Regions from separate parts of the Mus musculus genome. Here regions 1, 2, 3 and 4 are each linked to region 5. The links are chromatin contacts, called in public Hi-C, HiChIP or PLAC-seq and promoter capture Hi-C maps. All regions are on one chromosome and are shown on one strand. The core of a region is the stretch at or near the end of the contact, and the rest is flanking DNA. Distances in the headings are between cores, read along the strand shown. Region 1 overlaps Cacna1d (calcium channel, voltage-dependent, L type, alpha 1D subunit). Region 2 holds the start of Prkcd (protein kinase C, delta). Region 3 overlaps Cacna1d (calcium channel, voltage-dependent, L type, alpha 1D subunit). Region 4 overlaps Cacna1d (calcium channel, voltage-dependent, L type, alpha 1D subunit). Region 5 holds the start of 4831407H17Rik (RIKEN cDNA 4831407H17 gene).

Region 1 (3,091 bases), core at 310-2,809, 200 kb before region 5:
ACTACACCTTCACCCACTCACTGCTCACTGGATGCGCTGACACAATAGTGATTTGTCACCCTACTTACTGACAGAATTTCCCTTTGCCATTATAGGATCTTGACTGAGACTTGAGGAATGGCCTTCATTAAACAAACACAAACATAGTTGTATCTCTCAAAGCACTGGCACGGATCTGGGTTTGGTTTTAGAACACAGAATGTGATAGCCTGGCTCATGTCTACTGTTTCATTTGCATATTCATTTATGGCAGTGAGTGAAATCGTAGCTTGTCACCCCACCCAGCACTTTGCAGGTGTCCCAAACTCAGTGTGTCCCACAGAGTCCACAGTCTTATCACCCTTCCTCAAACTGGCCCTCTCTACAAGGGGCTTGATGGTGGTGGACAGCTCTTAGTCAGAACTTGAAGACCGAGTCAGGTGAATCTCTGTGAGTTCAAAGCCAGGCTGTTCTATGCAGTGAGTTCCTGGCCAGACGGGACTACACAGGGAGAGACTGACACAGAACAAACATAAAGAGTTATCATTAGTGGTATGACTTCCTGGATAGTCTCCAGCCCTTCTAAATACTGTTTGTGGTCCACAATGATTTTAATGAGGGAGCATTAACTTTGTCATTTTTAAATGATATTCTGTCTTATCACTGGAAACAATATAGAGTGTTAGAAAAATCAGGTAAGGAACTATTACCTCAGAGAAAAATAAGTAAAACCAGAGACTAGACAAAGAATGGCTGGCCCAGGACTACGAGCTGTTTGTTCTTTAAGAAAGCACATGAGAGAGAGAGAGAGAGAGAGAGAGAGAGAGAGAGAGAGAGAGAGAGAATGAACAAGAGAGAATGAGAACACAGGGAAATTCCAATGGGAAATCCTTTTCTTTGCATGAAGTAATTCCCTTGGCCACCACACTTTGTGGCGAGATTGATTGCCAGCCTACAAGGATCTCGTGCCCGAATCAACAAAGTGTCCAGCCTGTCACTAGAGTCCTCAGGAGAGTTCCAGTGTTCTCAAGAGGAGGAATACTTTCTGGCCCCATTACACATAGACCCTGTACACAATTTGGAACCTATTTTGTTCCTGACCCATAGCTCGAACTACTTAAACCAAACAAGGAAGAAAATAAGAGATGTGAAAAGAAACAGATTTCCAGAGGTGCAGACCCAAGGTGGTTGCTCTGCTCTGGCCTGCACCTGCCCTGTTACCAGGGCAGAGCACCGCAGGCTTCTCAGCGCCTGCTCATAAGAGCTCTAGTTTCCTCCACTAGGGATCAAGGGTAAAACAGAGAGCATGTCTCCCTCATAGGGAAGCCGACAAGGGCAAATGGAATGGGCTTGTTATAAAAGCACTTAAGGCAAGGACTAGCCCCGCAACTAAAGGGCTGCCACTGCTCCCACCCCATGAGATCTTCCCACTGTAGCAGGTGCCCTCTGGGAAGGCTCAGCCCCAGCCCAGCAGCAAACAGCTCCCTATACAAGGACAAGACCTTCATGCTCTCCCCTGCCCCTTTCTCAAGCCAGGTGCTCAGTTCACAAGACACCAGTTATGTCGGGAAGTAGAATTACAAAGCAGGCTTTGATAAAGCCACGCTGAAAATAGGTCAGCTTGGCTTCAAGTTCCAAGCCTGCCTGGCCCCAACTCAGTCTGTTTTGATGTTTCTTCCTGTCAAAAAAAAAAAAATTAAGACAATAACAATTCTTCTGGCATGAGGACTGTACGTGGGCCAGCCATATCTGCTCAGAAGCAAATCCAAGCTATCCAGGGCTAGCCAGATCCCCAAGTGGGAGGCCCCTCTGGGCAGGCATGAAGTCGTGTCTCACCAGAGTTGTCAGCCCTGTGGTTCACCTTTCCTGTTTCTATTAATTAAACTTGATTTATGAAGCAAGCCTTTCACCAGCAGTCTAGGTGTGATTTGACAAAGGCCTGCAAAGAAGGCAGCTCCGACCCACATTTAAAAAGGAATTAGGCAGGCACAAATTGACACATCCTTTTCTTTTAAAAAGTGTGGAGAAGGGGTGTGACTCAAGCTTTCTGTTCTTCAGGAAGGCCTTGTCTTTGTCTATTGAGACATCCCAAGTTCCCATTTGTCTCCCATCAGTCTGCACTGGCTCCTGCTCTCTCACAGCCCTGCTCATCCAAACCAGAACCAATAGACTCTAATAGAGTCATTGAGGTGAGTGGCAGGCAGGAGGCAGGTGTGCTTTGCAGATACGCATTCTTTTAAGCCTCTCATTAAGGGAATCCACCCAGGACAGAAGTTATTGGCCAAGAATATTGAGAGATCTTTCTTCAAGGAGCTCCTGGCTTAGCTGGCAAATAAAACCCCAACACAACCATGGGAAGGCAATGAAAGGTTAGTTCCATGTGAGCAGGGGCTGGCAAGCCTGTTTGCTTCTGACTGCTGCCTTGGGGCTTCTAGGAATACCATGGCAAGGGACAGGTGTATAAGGAACAGTGCAAAGGACTTCTAAAGCAACAGGATGGTAAGGTGGAAGCACAGGGGGCCGGTGTGGGAGCTTTAGATAACAGCAAGAAGATGGAAGCTGCCCTGGACAGAACACAGCAGAAAAGACCATCCGTCCACCACGCTCTCCCTGCCCTGCCCCCATGCCACTCACGTCTCCAAGTTTCTTATGACACCTATCACCTTGTATTCGTTACAGCTGCTGGTGTCCATTGCCTCCTGGCTAAAAAATCTTGCTGAGGATAGCACGCACTCTCTCTCCCTCTCAGTGCACTGACTAAACCACCTAGGAGCTATCCAATGAATGGGAATTGCGCAGAAGAGCAGAATAGTGATACATTGGGGTATCCAGGTACAGCCTGGGCTAGGCCTTAGGAAGAAAGATGCACTTGGGGGTGCCAGCCAAACAGCTCCAGGCTCAGATGGCCAGCGGGATGTGCCAAGGTTTCTCCCTGAACTAAAGTGAAGGAGTCAGGTAAGGACAGATAGACAGACAGCAAGACTGACAGAAATGTCAGTCTTGGGCTCCCAGAACAAGTGACCTGATTGAAAAACTTGGCTCTGCTTTATTTTGTTCTTTTTTATTCACTAAACAAACATCAAGATTAAGTTTTCAAGACATAACACTGTCC
Region 2 (3,109 bases), core at 353-2,852, 170 kb after region 5:
AGGGGGTCGGCACACCGATAGCGTGGGCTCCCACAATTAAAGGAATGAATGTACTCTGGCCAGAGGGTTGTTGTGATATAATGCACAGACCTTTGGAACACACAGGGACACAGAGACATGAGCAAGCCAAGGCACAAAATATACAGGGGAAGCCTCTACATACAAGGCATGATTACCAAGTTGCACGGGGCACACACCAAGCCTCAGAACACACAGACAGCCATGAAGTATATGCAAGTCACACGTGAAAAAGGACACATTCACAGGGGAAGTCCCACTATGACAAATAATACACAAAGAGACAAGATACACACTATACTCACAAGTCCAGACACAGATACTACAGCAACAGAAGCCAGACTCCTCCGAGGGCCCAGGGTAGCGGCCAAAGGAAAAAGGGATCTCCCCCACTCAGTCTAAGTCCTCCAGGTTTGAGTGGGGTGCTGAGTGAGGCTCCCTTCTCTCCCCTCCCCTGTATAAGAGAGTTGGGGAAGTGGGAGCAGTTGTGATGGTGCTCCCTCTCCACTGCCAGCCGGCAGGGCAGAGCACTCCCGTCACTGCTGTCCTCATCACCTTACTGGGCCCCCAGAGGGGGTGGCGTCTCTCCAGTGGGACAGAGACTGACAGCACCAGGCAGAGACCACCCGGAGAAGGGACACGGGGGATCAGAGAGGACAGGGGAATGGTGGAGGCTGGAGCCACGCCCAGCTCAGAGACAGATGGAAAGCCAAGAAAGACACCGAGACTGAAAGAAGAGATAGGGCAAGGAGGCGGCGCCGTGAGAGTCCGCCCGCCTGGGACCCAAGCACTGGAGGCTAGGGAGACAGGCGGCCCGCCCTCCGCCCGGTGGTGAAAAGGACCGGAGACTGGACTGGCAGGGGCAGGCGAGCGTGGGCTGGGGGTGCGGCTCTGGGAGGACTGGGTCGAGGGGACGGCGGATCTGGTGGGGGTGGGGAGACGGAGTACACGGACGGCGAGGGGCAAACAGACCTGGCCTGGGAGCAGAGGACCAGGCAAGAGGGGGTGGGGACCGACGAATGTGCAGAGTCCCCTGAGAGATTTGAGAAGATCGGACGGTCCCTCGGCGGGGATAAAGACACACAGGGGTGGAGTAGGGGGTTAAAGATGCTGGGAGTAGTCGGGCCTGGGCTCCAGCCGTCGAAGAGAGGGTCAGACCGACCAGGGTATGGAGGCACCGGCGGGTCTCCGTGCTCGGCGGGACTTTGGCTGCTCCTGGCTCAGTTTCTCAGTTTCAGAACCAGGAGCCAGAGAAGAAAGCGGGGAATGGAGACTACGGGCGAGGAAAAGGGGGAGAAAGGCCGCTGCGCCCTCGAGTTAACTCGGACCCCGCGCCCGGGCCCAGCTCTCACTCACCTCCCGACGCAGGGCCAGGCGCCAGGGGTCCCGGCGAGCCGGGGTCCGTCTCGTGGCGCGGCTCTCCCGGATGCGCGTGGACGGGGAGGTAGGCACAAGTCTGATCCGGACGGGTCCGGAGGCCAGTGGGGACCTCCCGGGTCCCGGCTCGAAGGGTAGATGTCCACGGGCCGCTCGCGGGATCCCCGCGGCCGCCGCCTCCTGCTCTGGCGCCGCGGCACACGGAAGTGCAAAGGGGAGGGGCTGCGCGACCTCACCCAGGTGCCGGCCCCGGTCCCGCCCCCACTCAGGACCCGCCCCACGGGCGCCCGCCCCTTCGAAGCTCCGCCCACGTGAGCTGGGGGTCCAGCGCGTCTCAGCCTCTTTGAGTTGCAAGTCCTTGGGTCCCCAGATCTGTTAGCCGTCTCTGGCTCTTGTGGCGCCTCGCCTGCCAGTGGCACGCAGGCCATCCCATCTCAGGGGACTAATTTATAGAGGAGGACTCCGAGGCCAAGTTGGGGGGTGGGGTTGAGCACTGCACACACAATGGAGCCCAGGAGGCACCGACGGGGCTTCCCCAACTACTTGCGCCCACACCCGGGACTCCCCACTGGCCAGCTGGCCCGCCTTGCCTGGCCTCATTCCTCTTCCTGCTGGCTTGAGCAGAGCCACGCCGCCAGGCCTGCCGGTTCCAGTCCTGCCCGAGAGAAGGAGCTGGGAGGTCTCCAGGGCGAGAGGTTCTAGCCAGTTTGTCTCAGCACTGCTCCTCAGACAATTGTGGGAATTGCCTCTGCCCCCATCTCACTGTCTTTCCTGAGCCCACGGTTCAGAGCTCCCCTTGCTCAGTCAAGCTCATAAGAGGGATTTGATTGTCAGCTGTAACTCATTCACTCATTAAGGGTCCCCTGGGCCCAAAGTCTGAGCACCAAATGGGAGCCAGGGACTCCATTTTTCTGTCCCCAAAGCCCAGAACACTAAGCTGTTACATTATACTTACCCAAAGAAATGACTTCCTGGGCTGGGCAGATGATCGTTTTTTCTAGCACGCAGAGAGCGCTGTGTTTGACCCCCACCACAGAGTAAACCACAGATGGAGGCTCAGAATAATACTCCAGTGCTCAGGGGGAGAAAGCAGGAGAATAGAGTGTGGACGCCAGCCTGTTCATGAGAGACCTTGTCTCAACAAAACCAAACAAACGAGAACTCTTCCTGGGAGGATACAAGAGGGTTCTAATAGCCCAAGATACCTAAGTTCCTTCTGGAAAACTACCTAGAAGGAATAGAAGTCTAGACAGCTCTTTGCCGACTGAGATCAAGAGAAGTGCTGCTGCAGGGGCTGGTGAGATGGCTCAGTGGGTAAGAGCACCCGACTGCTCTTCCGAAGGTCAGGAGTTCAAATCCCAGCAACCACATGGTGGCTCACAACCATCCTTAACGAGATCTGACTCCCTCTTCTGGAGTGTCTGAGGACAGCTACAGTGTACTTACATATAATAAATAAAAAAATAAAAAAAATAAAAAGAGAAGTGCTGCCCCACCCGTGGAGGCTTGAAACTTCCAGGGATGGGGGACCCTGGCAGAGATGTGGGGCTCCAAACCTTATTTTAAATGTACATTGGGGATTGAGCTAGAGAGAGGAAACCACAATGACTCGTCCCTTCTGTAGAAAGAGGAAGGCTGCTGCTTCCCTCTACCCTGAAAGAAAGAGGACCCAGTTTGAAAATTAGTATTTAAGTCCCCAGTCCTGATAACTGTC
Region 3 (3,248 bases), core at 129-2,628, 240 kb before region 5:
ACTATGCGGAAGTACCTTGTTTGCGTATTAACTGTGGATGTTATATTCACGGCAGCAGAGCCAAATAGTGAGGACAGAAACTGCAAGGTCCACAAAGCAAAGTTATCTCTGCTTCTTATTTAAAAAAAAAAAAAAAAAAAAAAAAAGGTCTACTGCCCTGGTCTGGACCAGTGGTGCTCAGGAGAGAGAACAAGTTTGGTTTCACTTTTCTGCCATAAAAAGAGTGAGTGCTGATTACCTAGTCTGGTTCCTTCCTTCTGCAAGGCGGATGGTGTTCTGTCTTTTGCTTAATCCCCAGGCTATGTATAAGATACTAGTGATGTCACTGCAAACAGAAGCTTTATCACAGTCCTTGCAGCCTTTCCCTGTCTGCTTCCTGGGGATGTTCCAGATGCTGGAGCTATAGTGCTGGCAGGGCTGGCAGAAGCTCTCTCTGCCACTGTCACAGTGCAGAGGCTGCTTTGGAGAGAGACACTACAATTCAGAATTGTGGGCATAAAAGGAACTGCAACTAGGGGATATTTTTTAAGACCTTGAAGGGCCGATTCTTCATTATTCCCATAGAAGCTTTCAGATTTTATTCTACATTTAACCAAAGTTCCTATGAGACTATTAAAATAATAATAAATTTTAAAAATCCCATGGCCACCATAAAAATGAATTAAAATAATAGTTTCTGCAAAATACTTTAAGGGCCATGACACTCACTGTAAGAAATGGGTGAGGGCACATTCCCAAACATTCCCTCGAGCTGGCCCAGAATCGCGTGTGGAGAGCGAGCGGGATCTGGGGGATGGAGTGGTGACAGTGGATGCTTCCCTCGAACTTCAACAAAGAACATGATCCCAGAAAAGGCACAAAAAGCACAACACATGGCCCCAAAGGATGAAGGCTGAACCCACCCTGACACCTGGGCTCACATCCTCTGCTCTGCCTAAAAGGGGATGAGGGCTTCCATTGCTGTGGTACCAGGGAAATGGGCCTCTCTGCTGAGAGGAAGAACCACTAAGCAGCACACTTTGCAAGAAAGCAATAAATGGGTTTGATGTCTCTGAGCCTTCTAGAGTTCACCTTCCTATTTCAATTTACTGAGGCATAATCATAATGTCTTCAGCCCAGGGGAGGAGCCGAGAAGCCAAAAGGAGGACTCCCTTCCTAGATCTCAATACCAAGGACTTAAGAGAATCAAGGGCAGCCCTGTTCCCAAGAAGCAGCTAGCACCTCGCCCCCAAAAGCACTCTTGGCATTGGCTGATTCCTGAAATGATTCTCCGCTGGCCTTAGAAGGCCAGTCTCCATGCCACCCTGTGGTCTGGCAGGGGCTCACAAACTTCCTCTGTGCTTCCTCCCAGCCAAGTGAGCCACACAGGGTAACTAGATTGGAACTCTTTCTGGGATCTCACCCAAGGGCGCTGGCTGCCATGCAAGGTCACATGCCCAACCACAGACTGGGAAGGAGGAACCAGAATGGCTGACTAGAGCCACATGTCTCTGTCAGGACCTGCTTAGTAGGGTGGCCTCTAAAGATCCCGCTGGGGATCTGCCTGTGGACACCTGTCAAATGGAGTGTGTAGCCACCTGGCCAGTTTTGGCTAGAGAAGCTACAAATCCAACCAGGAAAAGATACTGCAGTGGTGTCTCATCAAATAAAAAGGCCTATAACTGGTCTTCCTCCTTCGCTTTCTCAAAAACGGAGGCATGCTCAAGCTGTGGCACATGGGACAGGGGTCAGGTCACACTGCTCACAGGGAGATCACGCCATGCTGCAGGAATTAGGACAATGCCATCCTCCTCAGAATGAAAACCAGGCAGGAAGAGCTAGTCTGGCTCAGGTGTCAGGATACAAAGGGGATAAGGGGATCTCAAATGGTGTAGGTGAGAGTAGACACTGGAAAGTAAATTATTTTATGTTATAATTCGGGGTTCTTGAATTGCCGAGGGCACAAGGTCCTCATGCTCACAGATAAACATTAGGGAAACTGAGGGTGTTAAATGCCCAAGGTTGCCTCTTCAATGGAAAAAGACATATAGAGCATGGGATTGGATGTAGTTAATAGCCCGGTGATCTGTATTATCTATAGGGTCTGTCTGTTCCCGAATCCCCCTAGCCCCCAGACTATTACATTTATTCCAGACTCTTCCTCCCAAGACCTTTACTTGAGCATTTTTTTTCTCTGTCAATAGAACCTGTCTTTATGGGTGATATCACATGAACTTTATGCCTGATGACCTCTGTAGTATCTCCATGACTGAGACAATTCCTGATCCTCCCTGTTAGGCCCTTAAGATGATACATCTTCATGAAGGAAGTGACATGTACTTTTAAAAGAGTTTTTGCTGCAATTATGCCTTGTGCATACGGGATTGGGTTACACCAAGAAACTTTTCCCTCCCTACTTGAACTGTACTTAAATACACCTAAAATAAACTCCCTAGGGTCAGACTCTGGAAGTTTGAACCAACACCAGCTGCTGAACTGCTTTGAACCAGATTTCCTTCTTGTTTCACATGGGTCATTATTCTCCTGACCCCAGCATTTTCTGAGACCTCCACATTCAACTAGTAAAGTGTAGAGGGGGAAATAGAGGTTTAGAAGGAAGAACATTGTCCATTATCAAAAGCCAAGACAGCAGCTAAAGACAAACTGAAATTGTAGCCACCTGTCTCTGTCATCCCTGTACCACGAGAGTCACTTTAACCATGTTTGACTTTTAAAAACAACCAGAAAGGTTTCAAGGCTGTGGCTGGGGGTGTAGGTCAAGGACTCACAGACAGGACACCCTCTTTATTCCAGGATGGGAGCAGTGAAAGATAGTCCTCAGAGCATCCACCCTCTCCCTCTCTAACGATCTTTCAGCTTCTCACACCCTTGTCTAGCAGCACATTTAGGAGTGCTTCCAGCTTCTGTTTTCTATGTACCTCAAAGGGCATCTTTTACCACACACACATACACACACTCACACAAATATTTACCTACGTGCACGTGTGTACACACACTCACACACACCACAATCTTGTAGCATCCTCTGGAAAAGTCCATCCCATATCTATCCACTAAGGAGCCCACTAATCCTCACAGAAGTTCTGTTTCTAATATCCTGTTAGGGTCACAGCTCACAGGCTGAGGAATGTGTGGCCTGACGCATGCCTGTTAAGGGATTGCAGAAATGCACTTGGATGCTCCTATGGTATGTCCCAAGGAAAGCATCGCAGCACAGCACACACCTCCCAGATGGAAGCTGAGCTTGG
Region 4 (2,962 bases), core at 224-2,723, 130 kb before region 5:
CGTAAACTTGACTGATGTTACTTCATGTAATACAAACCGTGGTAATCTGTTTTAATGACAGAAGAGGTTTGCAAGTACACAACTGATCAGTCAAGCCAATGAACAAAGACCATGAAAGAACAATCGTGTCTACCATAGGAACTCGGTCGGAGCTTAGCAGGATGAGCTGAGTGAGCTGCACCATATGGCTCTCTAAATAAATCCATAAAAGCTAGGAACTCAACAAACTAAGTCACAAGATGAAAAAACCCAAGCTGGATGGGCAGAATGTGCCAGTGGAGGTGGGACACCCAAGGAGACCCTGAGAGCGGGCCTTGCCCCATAACTTTCTGGTCACTTGGTAGCTCACTCCATCTTTCTGAGTGCTGAGGGTCCCGGTCTATAGAGCAGCACCTCAGATTCCTGCTTCACTTCACCACAGGCTTGTAGTACGGATCACCCGAGGGAGGAACTGACCGTGAAGTCCGGGGATTTGGTTGCCTGCACTCCGTGAGGGCTGAGACTCGGGGATGCTTTCTAACATCTCCCCATCTAGAAGCTCAGGCCCTTAGTGGGGGTCGGCCGAGGAAGTGCATGGGCTGCTAACCCTAACACAAGCTTCCAAGAGACCCCCCGGTGGGACACCCTGCTTATTTGACAGGTTAGGACACACAGCACTCACCTCTCGCGCTGCTGCTTCCTACATTCCAGGTGTTTGCCTCACCCACATCGCTCCCTCACAATGGCCCCATGAGGTGGTTATGGTTTCTAAGACCAGTGTGCCCAATACTCAGTGCTGAGGACAAAACATTCACGGGATCACCCTTGCACATCCCCAAAGTCTCTACTATGCAGAAGTGCAGATAGATGAAAGATTCCTTCATGTTTATATGAGTCACACTGCCAGCCGTCCTCACGAACCTTTACGTGTCTCAGAATTCAAACAGCTATCATCATGGAGATTTCTAATACTAAATCCCTAACACTCACCACGAGAAGAATGTTCCTGAGAGAGAGAGAACTCTGGATCCAAATCCAAGTGTAGCCACAACTGCAGCATATACTCACATCAGAAGAAACTCTGGTCAAGGGACTGTCAAGTAGAATTACAGCCTCAACAGTGGCTCAGGTCAGAGGTCAAGCCTGACTAAGTTACTGTTGCCTAGCAATCAGAGCTTGAATCTCTCCATTTCTAACCTAGTGAGGGACCAACTGCTCATTCCTGGATCTCCAGGTGAAGCACAGACCTGGGGACGTCAATGCTCCTTGCAGCCTTCTGTTCATGGCAGGTTCAGAAGGTACATGTGACCCGATCTGAACCAATTGGAGGGAACAAAACTGTCTGATAGGTTGGACCAAAGCTCACACACTTTCTTGGACTGAAGGGAGGTGAAATCTCTGGAAAGGAAGGAAGTGACAGGGTATAAGCTTAGACACTGTTGGCCACCTCCTGCAATTCTGAGGGAGGAGAAGTCTGAGAATGGAGTAGACACACAGGAAGTGGAGCCAGAATGGGGAAGAAAGAAACCAGATCCCGATGACATCATTTGAGCCCTGAGCTTACTCCAGGATTTATCTCTGGACTGGTCGGTTTTGTGAAGCAATAAATTCTTCTCTTACTTAATCCTGTGTTGCTTGTGCCTACTTCTTGTAATCAGCGGAATCCTCACATCGACTTAAAGGGTTGTCTCTGCTCTCCGCCCCGACCCCATTGAACCATAAGGTCCTGAGGCCAGCGGCTAACCTCTGACTCCTCACTAGGATCTACTGAACTAGCTTGACACAGTCTGAGAGCTTCGGATATACGGGAATTAGATAGGTCACCTTCAGGCTTTGCCAAGAAAATCATATACCTAAAGCAGGAAATAACAAAACAAGGCCAAACGATATATTGACCGTTTCACCATTAGTTCTAGCTCCCTCACGATGGACTCTCAACATCCCTACCAGATACTCAATGGCCTCCTAGTTCCTCTGCATCCCATAGTCCCTGTTCCTTAGGAGACAGTTTGTGAAGCAAACTGGAATAAGTTCCTGCCTTGGTCTAGCCCTCTGCCTCATTTTAAAATGGAGATAAGACTATTTGTCACAGAATTAGTCACAACAGGAAAGCACTTATTTATTGAGACTTATAGGGACTGTGCTCGTTCAAGGTGGTAAGAACCTTACTTCTACATCTCAAAGAGCTAAGCTGTGAGCAGGAGGCAAGGTCTTAGTACATAATCCACCCTGAGGCTTGCTCCCAGAAGGCAGGTATGAGAACTTAGCCTCAAACGCTCAGCTAGAGTCCTTACTGACCCAAACAGGGATAGGACAGATACTTCCTCTACTGCCTACAAAGAAGTTGTCAGAAATGGTTGCCCGAAATAAATCTTAAGTAAAAGCTCAAACATGCAAAGGATGCAGGGAAAGAAAGAGGCATAGGGAGAGAGGATGGAGGGAAGAAGGAAGGGAGAGAGCGCACAGGAGAGCAGGGGGGGCTCTGTGGGCAAAGCTAGCCAACGGGCATGAGCCCGCTCTCCCTAGCCTCTGCCACAGCTCCAGGCTACTTGGTGTGTCCACCGGTCCCAGGAGGCTTCTCCTTGCTATTTCATTGCTTCTCAGAGGATATGAAAATCAAAGAATGAACAGCAAATTAATACACAGCTGAAAGTCATGGCTCAAGTGAGTGTTTAAAACTATTTCCATTTTCCTTGGCTGAAAAGGCCAGATATCCACAGGCTATGTGAAAGGAAAACAGAGGCAGCCAGCCAAGTAATTCAGCCTAAAAACTTCCTCTGCTCAATCAACACAGAGGAACTCGGGCCCTGGTCAGTGCTGAGCAAGGAACTGACTCAGATGAACCCCCCAATGAGGCATTGGAGGTGAGGTACAGAGGTGTGCTGACCCAGGTCTCGTCTCTGCTCACGATCTTGTCCCCAGAGTCCTGTCCTTAATCGCAAGTCTAGAAGCACACCAGCTGCACCTAGGACATCTTCAACCT
Region 5 (3,052 bases), core at 90-2,589:
CAAGTGGGGAAGGATTTCAATAAAACAAACATGTGTGCAAATGTGTATACATGTAGATGCATTATGTACACATATGTGTGTGTACCTGTGTATGCATCTATATGTGTGTGTGTGTGTGTGTGTGTGTGTGTGTGTGAAAACAGTTAAAGGAACAGAAAGTTGTATTGAGAATATGGAAGAAAAGTTGAAAGCAAGTTGCAATTATGAACAGTGCATGTCAGGTACAGATATAGCTCATTTGACCATGTTACCTAGCATGCCCAAAGCCCTGAGTTCAGTTTTCCTGTATCTCATAAACTAGGTATGTGATATACACCTGTAACTCTAGCACACGGGAGGTGAAGTCAGGAGGATCAGAGGTTCAAGGTCATTCTTGGGCATGTAGCAACTTAGAGACCAGTCTGGAATACATAAGACACTGACTCTAATTAATCAGTGAGAGTGGAGTTGCACTTGATTAACTAAGTCACATATAAACAAAGAACTGAACAACAGGGACAAGAGGCATGTGGAGAAGAGCACTCTAAGCAGGACAGTAAGTGCAGACTGTGAGGTGTGTCTCTGAGATGAGTGAGGAGGTCACTGGGGCTGACTCAGGTCATCAAGGCAGAGACTAGCGGGATGGGTCTGACGGCGTGAGAGCAAAGCGTTGCTCGCAGGATGGACAATGTGTGCGCTTTGGCTTTTATTCTGAGCAATGTGGTGATCTACTGAATGATTCTTAGCAAAGAACGCCATGACTTAACTTGTCTTAAAACAATCTCTAAAGCTAAGTATGTCCATAGAGGTGGTGGCAGAAACTCCCGTCAGCTGTTTATACATTACCCAATGGGCTAGGGAGACGGTTCGATGGATAAGCACGCTGGCTATGGAGACAAGAAAATCTGAATTTGAATCCCTAGCACCCACATAAAAGCTGGCACAGCCATGCCTGTAACTCTAGCACGGGGGCGGGGAGGAGGAAGGGTGGGCAGAGACCGACAGGCTGATCCTGGGAACTCACTGGCCAGCCAGAGTAGCTGAAACAGCAAGCCTTCCTTAGGTTCAGTGAGAGACTTTGTCTCAAAAAATAACCTGGTTGGCCATAGAGTAAGACACCTGAATCCTTCTCCAGCCTGTCTAAATACACACACACACACACACACACACACACACACACACACACACCTTTATATACACTACATCCACACAACACACATGAAAACAGATAGGCTTCCCTAAGCACAAAAAGCATCAAGGAACAAAATGAGGAACTAGGTTCTGAGTGCATTTTGGAAGAAGAGCCAGCAGAATGTGACATAGATGCAATGCAGGGAGTGGGGGTGTGAGGAAGTGAGGCATGGCTGCTAAGTTTCTGAGCCGAGCAACTAGAGAAGCAGCTGTGGGTGGAAGACATTGGAGGCAGGGGGTGACCCCCAAGGTCAGTTCTGGGCATGCTGACTGTGCAGTGCATGTTGGGAAACAGAGAGGAGATGAACAAAAAGTTCTGGAAGTAGAGGGAAAGTCCTTGCTAGGGGTATAAATTTAGGAGTTGATGACGTCATTTCCTGGCTAAGCTCAAGTGTAGGAGTTAATGGCAATGTACAGCATTTAAATCTACAAGCCTGGGGGTGCCTGGGGAGTGCTGGGGAAAAGAGATCCCTCAGCTGAGGGGTAAAGGCTCCCCAACATTAAGAGGATCAGAAGAGAAGGAGGAGGCATGGAAAAAACTGAGAGCTGTACCCCAAGACAGGAGGCATAGGAAAGAGAGGGTGCTCAGAAAGGCAGAAGAAGGAAGTGGGGGCTGTCCCTGATAAAGATGGGAGCTCAAGGTCGTGTGCATAGTGCTGTCATTACAGAGATGTCAGGGGTGGGCAGATGCAAGCAGGTGGCAGTGGATCGATGGCTTCGGGAGCTAGGGCTGAGCACTGGAGTAACACGCAGTGAATCTGGCATATCCTTTGGAGATTAGGAAAATATTCTGGGATTAGAAATTGCTGATGTATCCACAGATTTATGAATGAATGAATGAAAAACCTAGCTGGATGTGGTGGTTCGTCCCTATGAGCCCAACACTCAGGAGGACCATAAAGTTAAGGCTAGCCTGGGCTACAGAAAGAAACCTGTCTCAAAAAAGAAAAAGAAAAAATACTAAGTTGCACGCTTTAGAAAAGTGAGTCTCATGGGACATAAATTAGACCTCTTTTTTAATATGCAAAACAGTGAAGCCTCTGGCTTGACCATGGGATGTAGCTATGTGGATAGCAATGGCAAGAGCTGCTAGTGGTCACTAGCTTGATGAGAAGGAGGGGAGGAGAATGGTGACCTCAGAGCACAGATGTTAACATAACAGCTGGGGTGTAACAACACACGCCTGCTATGCTGAAATGTGTTCCCGGAGGCTTGCAAAAAAGGAGCTCATATCAAACTCACTATTTTGAGACTGGTAAATAAGGGGAGGAAATTATCTTGAGGTTGATAGAGAGATAGAGGAGAGCCATTGGAGAGAGAAAACTTCAGCAAAGAAAACAGTACAAGACAGCCCAGAGATGGGACAAAAGGAGACCTTTGGGAAAGGGGAATTTTCTGGACCAATGCTCTAGTGTGAGCATCAGACAGCTCCCTCAAGCACAGCCAACAGTATGATCTCCCAACAATATTATGCCAGAGAAAGGGATTTCTTAGCAGAGAAAACCTGTCACCTAGTTTGCTACATTCAAGGGATGCCAAGACTCATATGAACCTGCAGTACTTCCCGTGCCTAGGGACTCAGCCTTGAAAAGATTGCTTTCTCTGGGCCATGATTACTCTTTACCAATAACATCTCCACTTCACCTAAAATAATCTACCACAAGGGCCTTTCTGTGATCTTGAAAAACTATGTTTAGCTTTTTAAAGAGGAAATAATACTGAAATCAAAGTCCATAACCCCATTGCCCAGACACCGTTTCTCTTCTCAATAGACATAGTGTAATAAGTAGAAACCTCCCCTACCATGCAGTTTTATTCTCTATAGATAACCACAGCTCTTTATCTTTGAAGCAAAAAAAAAAAAATACACCTCTTATAAATA

Evidence for each region. A called contact is a pair of places that touch in the nucleus more often than the background predicts. HiChIP or PLAC-seq counts read pairs in DNA pulled down with a chosen protein or histone mark. Capture Hi-C pulls out chosen DNA fragments and counts their contacts.
Region 1: an H3K27ac HiChIP or PLAC-seq map of double positive thymocytes shows a contact between it and region 5, with 2.9 times the contacts expected there. The contact joins the enhancer-like site here to the promoter of 4831407H17Rik in region 5. A contact is called at or near these places in 1 of 39 promoter capture datasets (cranial neural crest), 8 of 484 Hi-C or Micro-C datasets (CD8 T cells, cerebral cortex, cortical neurons and 5 more) and 3 of 115 datasets of contacts at active chromatin or transcription factors (bone marrow-derived macrophages, double positive thymocytes and oligodendrocyte precursor cells).
Region 2: a contact with region 5 is called in a promoter capture Hi-C map of liver. The contact joins the promoter of Prkcd here to the promoter of 4831407H17Rik in region 5. A contact is called at or near these places in 1 of 115 datasets of contacts at active chromatin or transcription factors (double positive thymocytes) and 1 of 9 other capture datasets (liver).
Region 3: a contact with region 5 is called in a Hi-C map of cerebral cortex, with 2.9 times the contacts expected there. The contact joins the enhancer-like site here to the promoter of 4831407H17Rik in region 5. A contact is called at or near these places in 1 of 39 promoter capture datasets (embryonic stem cells), 1 of 15 datasets of contacts at CTCF or cohesin (large pre-B cells), 9 of 484 Hi-C or Micro-C datasets (the HPC-7 cell line, bone marrow-derived macrophages, cerebral cortex and 4 more) and 4 of 115 datasets of contacts at active chromatin or transcription factors (bone marrow-derived macrophages, embryonic stem cells, microglia and 1 more).
Region 4: a Hi-C map of bone marrow-derived macrophages shows a contact between it and region 5, with 2.2 times the contacts expected there. The contact joins the enhancer-like site here to the promoter of 4831407H17Rik in region 5. A contact is called at or near these places in 8 of 484 Hi-C or Micro-C datasets (the HPC-5 cell line, bone marrow-derived macrophages, cerebral cortex and 4 more) and 3 of 115 datasets of contacts at active chromatin or transcription factors (bone marrow-derived macrophages, embryonic stem cells and microglia).

The regions. Positions count from the first base shown.
Region 1 is chr14:30,256,357-30,259,447 of GRCm38.p6, forward strand. All of the region lies in intron 3 of Cacna1d (calcium channel, voltage-dependent, L type, alpha 1D subunit), which reads right to left. Among named protein-coding and RNA genes, the nearest start is that of Gm52107, 34 kb to the left of the region's middle. Within about 2 kb of position 1,560, at least 18 of the 459 cell types and tissues checked have an H3K27ac peak or open chromatin away from gene starts, as enhancers often do. A contact at or near this core is called in double positive thymocytes and forebrain, where this site is marked.
Region 2 is chr14:30,624,606-30,627,714 of GRCm38.p6, forward strand. Prkcd (protein kinase C, delta) reads right to left here and starts at 1,603. Exons shown (of 18, transcript NM_011103.3): 1 at 1,375-1,603.
Region 3 is chr14:30,216,888-30,220,135 of GRCm38.p6, forward strand. The region is part of intron 3 of Cacna1d (calcium channel, voltage-dependent, L type, alpha 1D subunit); the gene reads right to left. It overlaps Gm52107 (a long non-coding RNA gene), which reads right to left. Exons shown (of 2, transcript XR_003951104.1): 2 at 1-3,248. Among named protein-coding and RNA genes, the nearest start is that of Gm52107, 5.6 kb to the right of the region's middle. Within about 2 kb of position 1,379, at least 37 of the 459 cell types and tissues checked have an H3K27ac peak or open chromatin away from gene starts, as enhancers often do. A contact at or near this core is called in bone marrow-derived macrophages, cerebral cortex, microglia and 1 more, where this site is marked.
Region 4 is chr14:30,323,723-30,326,684 of GRCm38.p6, forward strand. The region is part of intron 3 of Cacna1d (calcium channel, voltage-dependent, L type, alpha 1D subunit); the gene reads right to left. Among named protein-coding and RNA genes, the nearest start is that of Cacna1d, 28 kb to the right of the region's middle. Within about 2 kb of position 1,474, at least 16 of the 459 cell types and tissues checked have an H3K27ac peak or open chromatin away from gene starts, as enhancers often do. A contact at or near this core is called in bone marrow-derived macrophages, where this site is marked.
Region 5 is chr14:30,456,697-30,459,748 of GRCm38.p6, forward strand. 4831407H17Rik (RIKEN cDNA 4831407H17 gene) reads left to right here and starts at 1,340. Exons shown (of 4, transcript NR_131095.1): 1 at 1,340-1,420. It also overlaps a transcript of Cacna1d not described here.